Linked DNA regions of Mus musculus: region 1 is linked to region 2. A link is a contact called in public Hi-C data. All regions are on one chromosome and are shown on one strand. Each heading gives the region's core, a stretch centred on a gene start, on an enhancer-like site or on the middle of the called end of the contact. The rest is flanking DNA. Distances are from core to core; before and after follow the strand shown.

Evidence for each region. A called contact is a pair of places that touch in the nucleus more often than the background predicts.
Region 1: a Hi-C map of peritoneal macrophages shows a contact between it and region 2, with 2.6 times the contacts expected there. The contact joins two enhancer-like sites. A contact is called at or near these places in 3 of 484 Hi-C or Micro-C datasets (bone marrow-derived macrophages, liver and peritoneal macrophages) and 1 of 115 datasets of contacts at active chromatin or transcription factors (neural progenitor cells).

What each region holds. Positions count from the first base shown.
Region 1 is chr2:160,267,346-160,271,517 of GRCm38.p6, forward strand. It overlaps Gm46773. Among named protein-coding and RNA genes, the nearest start is that of Gm34805, 19 kb to the left of the region's middle. Within about 2 kb of position 2,161, at least 18 of the 459 cell types and tissues checked have an H3K27ac peak or open chromatin away from gene starts, as enhancers often do. A contact at or near this core is called in bone marrow-derived macrophages and peritoneal macrophages, where this site is marked.
Region 2 is chr2:160,174,133-160,177,981 of GRCm38.p6, forward strand. No RefSeq gene overlaps it. Among named protein-coding and RNA genes, the nearest start is that of Gm34741, 6.4 kb to the left of the region's middle. Within about 2 kb of position 2,154, at least 4 of the 459 cell types and tissues checked have an H3K27ac peak or open chromatin away from gene starts, as enhancers often do. A contact at or near this core is called in bone marrow-derived macrophages and peritoneal macrophages, where this site is marked.

The DNA of each region.
Region 1 (4,172 bases), core at 911-3,410, 93 kb after region 2:
TCCCCAGCTGCAGCATCCTGCCTCATGCGCACTGAGTATGCGGGTGGCTGCTTCAAGGCAAGATTCAAGCTAAGCCCAGTGGTGCAGGTGTCAATCACAGCTATGCAGGAGGCTGAGCAAAGACTTGGCAAGCCCACTTATACTACACAGTGAGCTGAGGCTAGCCCGAGTCACTTATGAAGACCTTGCCTGAGAATAAAAAGGGGAAAGAGAAGAGACTGCAGCCCAGTGGCAGAGAACTTGCCTAGCACTCCCTGCTACAGAAAGACAAAATTGAGCCACAACCTTTAATAAGCCCTAGAAGGAGTAATACCTATGGAGTTCTTTCCATGCTCTGTGCCTGACACTCACCTCTCCACATAGGTTTTCTTGGCCTCTCCCATCCTTTATCCCCCACTTTCCTGATGGATATAAAGACTCAAGGGTCTTTATCAAGTAACTTATCCAGCATTTGGAGAATGCAGCTTATGGTCAAACCCATGCAGATAACTCCGGGGTCTCAGCTCTTGCTTCCAATCCTTCACCTGTTCCCCACCCACTAAGACCATGCATACTTCTTGCTACTGCGGTCCACTGGTCACGCACTTGTTCAAAAGGTCAGAGCTCAGAAGTCCAAGGAGCCTTGCCCAGGGAGACAGTCTGAGTCTTTGACCTGGTGTCAACATCAGAACTGAAAATTGCTTCATGCCTGGCCCAAGAGGAACAGGAAAGTCTGACTTCTCCCCTCACCATGGGAAAGCAGTCTTTTTCTTTTTTAAAAAAAGCAAGAACAGAACATGAACGTGGCATGTCAAGGCCCTTTCTGTCACCGTCTTTCCCGGTCGACTGGGTCTTCGGACGAAAAGAGATGGTTATCTCGAAAGAGGAAGACTCCCTCACTCTTGGTTTCTAACCAAGGATCTGTGAGACTTCCTTAAAGGACGCACCAAGTGGACAAGTGTGGGGCCAGGCATGACCCAGGAAGCCTGGGCCCCTACTCTCTAAGACAACCTTGCAAGGACCATCAAGAGAGGCTCTGCCAAGAAAGAGGCATGCTGCAGACACCACAGGAACACCCAGTAGGGGAGGAACACATAGCTCAGGTCTAGAGGCCTCTTCTTGTCTGGCTTGTCTCACAGTGGCCTGGGGCAATGCTTGTACCTGTAAGAACGCGGTGAGAACCCCCCTCCCCCCTGCCCTACCATCCCCAGCACTTGATTCATAGTCTGTGCTATCCACTTTGTCTCTGTTTTCCTGAATTAAGTGAGATGTCCTCTATTTAGGAGTGTGTGTGAATAGGGAAATTTATTTCTGGGTCCTCTGGAGTTACAGAAGATTCACTATGGAAAGCTGTGGCTACAGTACTCAGGGGTGTGGTCTTAACAGATCATACAGTCCCCACCTGATTACTGAGTTCCAGGTCCAAGTTTCCTCGGTAAAGACCTGTGGGCACTTTGCTACAAGGCTCCCCTTTCTCATATTCTTCATATCATTCTGTCCTCTTCTTTAGGGTCCATCCTGGGATCTCCAAGAATGCCTGCTCCTTACTCTTACCAAGAAGGCTTCCAAGTTCTTGGATCCCCTCCAGAACCCTGCAGAAGGCTCTTCCATTTAGGAGGGCAAGGGAACTGTCTGTAGGAAGCTCATCGAATTCCACTCAAAGTTAATCTCTTTAAAGGGAGTCTCTTGTGGTCCCTCCTAGATAGCCACAATATAAAAACAGACGAAGCCAGCCTTGGTGGCTTAGCAAGAACTTGTGTCAAAATAAACTAGAATAGTAAACTAAGAACTGTTTGTTTGTTTGTTTGTTTGTTCACTTTACATCCCAGGGCAGGGGGTGGGGGGCAGCTCGGGGATACAGCACTTGCCTGGCAAGAATGGGCTCCAAGGTTCAAACCTCAGCACTACACATAAAAAGCAAATAATAATCCCTAAAGTTAAAATGTTGCTAGAGTACACTTTACATGAAAGTCTTTTCAATGTTTCCCTTTTACTGGGGACACTGGATGCCTCTTTATGTTGTATGTTCAGTGGCATTTTTCTTCAAATATATATTTAAAAACCAAACCATTCCGAACTGAGCACTTCCCCTTCTTCCCTGCATCTCTCAAGCTTACCCCATAGGAGCCTTACAAAACTCCTTATCAGAAAATGATGTATGTGTGTCATAGTCAGAATGGCTGTGGCTAAGCCTGCTGACAGCCAGTCCAGACTGGAAGTCTTTCCAACCGGGTGGCCCTGGACACGTTACCCAAGTCCTCGGAGCCTCACTTTCCTCATCTCTGAGAACAGCAATGGTGCCTCCTGCACTGGGCGGCTATGGAGATTAGATGAGATAACAGAAGTAAGACATTTAAATTGCCTAAGAAACAAATTCAGCCAAGTGGCAGCACACACACACACAAAAATCAGCATGCAAAAGCAGCCCCCGTTCCTATGCACTAATAATGAATGATCTAAAAAGTAATTATGAAAATGATTCCACTTAAAAAGAACAAAATGTGTAGGAATAAGCCAAAGAAACAAGAAGCGTGTATAATACTAGAGACCATGATACACTGATGAAACAAATTAAAGGAGACACAAATAAACGAGAGGACCAAATAGGATTAAATAGCAGAGGCTCCCAAATGCACTTAAAGAACCAAGCAGTGCTCACTGGAAATCCCAATGACATTTTTACACCCATATGCACACACACACACACACTCACACACACACAGACACACATACACAAATCCTAGGACCAGTGAAATAGCAGTGCTTTCCTTGAAAACCTAGGGACCTGAGTTCAATCCCAGAATCCCACAGTGAAAGGAGAAAACGTTGAAAGTGCTCCTCTGACCTCCACACATTCACTGCGGCATGTGCAGCCTCCTCCCCCATACCATATACACAGCAACAACCACAACAACAACAACAACAAATAATAATAATAATAATAATGATAATAATAAATAAAATAATGTTAATTCTAAAATTCATATAGAAACTCAAGTAACACTGAATAGTCAAAAACAATCATGAAAAAACAAAGTTGCAACAGAGACTGAGAAAAAGGCCAGCCAATGACTTGAGACCTATCCCATGGGCAAGAACCAATCCCTGGCACTATTAATGATACTCTATTATGCTTGCAGACAGGAACCTAGCGTAACTGTCCTCTGAGAGGCTCCATCCAGCAGCTGACTGAAACAGATACAAAGACCCACAGCCAAACATTGGACGGAACTTGGGGAGTCTTGTGGAAGAGTTGCGGGAAGGATTGAGCGACCCAGAGGGAACAGGGACTCCACAGGAAGATCAACAGAGTCAACTAACCTGTACCCTTGGGAGCTCTCAGAGACTGAACCAACAACCAAAGAGCAGACACAGGTTGGACCTAGCCCTCCACTCACATATGTAGCAGAGATTGCAGCTTGTTCTTCTTGCAAGTCCTCCAACAACTGCAACAGGAGCTGTCCCTGACTCTTACCTGCCTGGGGATCCTGTTCCCCTACCTGGGCTGCCTTGACTGGCATCACTGGGAGAGGATGTGCCTAGTCCTGCAGTGACTTGATATGCCAGGGGTGGGGTTGATACCCGGCGAGGGGCCTTCCCCTTCTCAGCAGAGATGGGAGGGAAGGGTGGGGGAGTTGCATTTGAAGGGGGGACTGGGAAGAGAAGCAGTGGCTGCATTTGGTATGTAAAGTGAACAAATAAATAAGATAATGAAAAACCAAACAACATCAAAAATAAAAAGAGAGAGAGAGAGAAAGGAAGGAAGGAAGGAAGGAAGGAAGGAAGGAAGGAAGGAAGGAAGGAAGGGGAAGGGGAAGGGGAAGGGGAAGGAGAAGGGAAGGGAAGGGAAGGGAAGGGAAGGGAAGGGAAGGGAAGGGAAGGGAAAGGAAAAAGGAAGAAGAAAGAAGGGATGGAGGAAGGGAGAAAGGAAGGAAGGAAGGAAGGAAGGAAGGAAGGAAGGAAGGAAGGAAGGAAGGAAGGAAGGAAGGAAGGGGAAGGGGAAGGGAAGGGGAAGGGAAGGGAAAGGAAAGGAAAAAGGAAGGAAAGGGAAGGAAGGGAAGGGAAGGGAAGGGAAGGGAAAGGAAAGGAAAAAGGAAGAAGAAAGAAGGGATGGAGGAAGGGAGGAAGGAAGGAAGGAAGGAAGGAAGGAAGGAAGGAAGGAAGGAAGGAAGGAAGGAAGGAAGGAAGGAAGG
Region 2 (3,849 bases), core at 904-3,403:
CACAGTCAGTCTTCTCCATGGAGGTGGGTGGAGCACACAGATGAAGAATTTGACTGTCAAGACTCCATTCACCTACTTGGGCCATCCTTGGGGCCCCTGGTAAGGCAAGAGAGGAGAAAGGAGCTTTTTCCCCCCTAACAACCATTCAGAAAAGGGAAGAAATTTTTGCAGAAGCAGAGAGCACTCATCAGGATCCAGCAAAGAGACCTGAGCAAATGGTTCTGACTTGGATTTTAATAGGAGGTTATGTACATAGTTGCCTGGTTATTATGTCTCTACGGGGGTAAGGGAGGCAGCATGTGCTCCTACTGCTGCTTGCTTGAGAGATCAGAGGGTAATAAACTATTAGTTTTATTCTTAATTGGCCCATGCTTCTTCCTAGTTCTTTTCTTTCCAAAAATCAATATGTGGCTTGTGATGTCTTTAGCAGAGGGTAAAGAACTGCAGCTGGATGCCTCCCTTATTGTCCAAATCATCCGTCAGCATTTATCCTCTAAAGGGGCCTCTAGTAAGGCAGAGACTATGGTTGGGGTTTTTCTTGCAGTAGTAAACATCGGGTCTTTCTGGAGCCAAAACAATATGGAAAACAGGATAACATCAGGCCACGCTGAATTAGAGGCAATGCCTTTTCTGTGAAAAACGTGGGCTGTGGCGAGCCTCCCATCGTCTTGGAAATGTTCTGCCCAGCTGCTGCCCACTGCCCTGGCCCAGCTCCTGCCCACACCAAGCTTCGGGAAGTGATTGCTGCTGTTCCCAGCGGGTCTGACCAGAAGCAGAGGCCACTGGTAACTTTAACCCCACGTGGGCAGGAGGCTCATCAGAGCTGTCCTTCAACCCTAAAATTAGCTGGCAAGGTTTGGGAAACAGGCAGAAAAGTATGGGATCACATTGGCCGTTTGGAGCCCAACGGAAAGGCGAGGCTGAGAACTAACGCCTTGGGACTGAGAAACGAAGCTTCGAATCAACCCAGGTGTGTGAAGAGGAACCTGCAGACCCCTATCCATAAGGCAAGTACCCCAGTGTCAGAAAGGGTGTGTGCAGAGCTCTCCCCACTTGGGAAGATGTGTCATTACTGGCTGTCACTCAAAAAAAAAAAAAAAAAAAAAGACAACTGGAGTTGAGGAAGTCTGAAATGAACCAAAAACAAAGTGGCTGGGGCTTGGCTTCAGTAGAACCTGGCGTACAAATTTTAACTCACATCCCCCGTGAAATTCACCACATCCCTGAAGACAGCAGCAAGCCTCAATTGAATCTCTGTGGAACAGCATGACACGGGTGTTATTTTATTCCCATGTTATAGATAAAGACATCAGGGCTCAGAGATTCATGAACCACCCCAAGACCACACAATAAAGAGGCAGATCTTAGAGTCACGCCTAATCTATCTTAGCTCTCACACTTTCTTCTTTGCAGTGTGAAACCTCACAAGCAGAGAAATGTTGCTGTGTAATGGTGAGGAGTGTGGACTCTAGAACTGTATTTCCTGAGTCCAGAATCTTGGCCTTGCTATTTGGATGACCTGGGACAAGTTACCTCTACTCCCTGTAGTTTCCTCACTATAAACTGGAGACGGTAGTTACATCTCTTTCACCATGTGGGTAGAACTCAGGAGACTTGGCGGCACTTGATGAAGACTATGTACGTTTCCTGTTTGTAAAATAATTAAGTAAAGGCATGGATCTTTTCAATCTCACTGATCAACTGACAGTCCCTGGGCTTGAACTGTCCTTGGCATGTTCTTAACATCCTGGTGTCTTTAAAGTGCATTGGTGCAATGACCTTACTACTATTCACAGAAGAAAGGAAGATTAGACCCATTGTGCAGACAAATGAATGAAACAACATCGCTGTAAGCTCACTTGGCTTTTGAATGGTTGTGGGGGTTCCAACCCAGTCTTTATGATCTTGAACCTGTGCTATGCTCATGCTCCAAAGAAAAAACATCAGCTCAGTGGCTGAAGGATTTCCTAGCATATACGATATCCTGGCTTCCATTCACACACACACACACACACACACACACACACACACACGCATGCACAGAAATTAGTGATTTATCCCAAAATCACATGAGTCCCATAAGTAGGAAACTGCCCTGGGACGTGGCTTCCAGTTAATTTTATGAATCTTCTTTGTTATTGCTCAATATGAGTGTTGGGCCCCATGGTTCCCTGTTTTTTTGTGCAATCATTGGCCTAAATTCTAAAGAAGTTGGGGGTGGGGCAAGAAGGAGGTAGGGAGAGAGTTAAAAAAAAAAAAAAACCTAAATGTGGTTTGCCCAAGAGCCAAGGAGTCGGGAAGCAGGTAGAGGTATCTGGATGAAGCCAGGAGAAGAGTGAGAAATACAGTATTGGGGGCCATCCCCAATGTGACATCACAGACCAGGGACTCCAAGACCCACCTCCCAGTAGTGGTCTAAGCTCCCTGGCCTGCTGAGTAGGGTCAGGGTGGTCAATGAGTGTGACCCCAGCCTGTTCCTCAAAGGGCAGACAATAAAGCTGCTCACATCTTAACTACATGCATGTTATAATTCCCTGATAATAAAATCAATATTGGCTTATTTGAGGGGAACTTAGATCTGCTGGTATATGTGTGTAGTTCCGCAATGAATCAAAGGGCTGTTTCCCTGGAAGGATGGTGCGTGAGAAGAGGCACTTGGTTTGGGTTTTATGACTTCTTTGTACTGCTTTTGGCTGAGAATTGAGCTCAGGTGACTGGTAGTCTGTGTTTGGTTCATATGTGTGTGGGGAGGGCAGTGGGGAATACTGTTTGTCTTGTTATTGATTTTGTCTACTTAGGGGGTGGCAGTTATTAATGATCAGCTCGATACAATTTGAAAACAAGAGAAAAAATAAGAATAGACCCTACACCATCTAGAAACACTTTCATGTTTAAACCATGGGATTGTTAAGCATGCAAAATCTCTTTGTCCTTATTTTGTTTTGGGGACAGGGTTTCACTATGTAACCTTGGTTGGCCTGGATCCCACTAAGTAGAGCAAGGTAGCCTTGAACTCACAAAGACCCTCTGTCGATATCTTCTGAGTGCTGGGATTAAAGACCAGGCCTTCTGCCATAAGGACTTTCACCTGCTACCCACAGTTCTTCCGATGAACCATTTCAGCTGTGATGGAAGTCTTCTAAGGAAGCGATCAATCTATATAAGCTCATGCACATGAGGACTTTCTCAATATTGTCATCTGCACAGTGACCATGGGGAGAGCTGGCCCGTAAGACATATGCAGGTCTGGGCAGTGTGGTGGATCATGCAAGTGGATGGGTTGAAACTACAAAGCTGTGTTACCCACTTGGTTTCTAGTCTGGCAGGATTTTCCTGACCAGCGATCCCTGATCTTTGTCTATGATGCCCTCACTGCTAATTTTGATGAATCCTACATTGAGCATCTTTATCAATAGATCTTTAGGGTTTTAAATATTTGTTTAGAAAATTTATGAAAGAATTGGTCTCGCTCCTAAGCACAGCATTTTCTCAGTTTCTTTATAATGTTCTGTGGGACTCAGTATCCCTAAACTTTTTTTTGTTTCATTTGGTGTTTGTTTGGGGTAGTACTGGAGATTGAACTCGGGGCCTTAGGCAAGCAAGCACCTTTCCATTGAGCTATCAACCCACCCACCCATCTTTTTCCTTTGATTCTGAGCCAGGCTCTCTCTGAATAGCCCAGGCTTTGCTATGGACTCACTGTGTTTCCCAAACCGGTCTTAAAATTGCAAACCTCCTGCCTCAACCTCCTAAGTAGCTCAGATTACAGTCCTGCATGATCAGGCCTCACTGATGGTCTTACATTATCCATTTTGAATGGTTTCCCTTTTCTTAGCCATTTTTATAAAT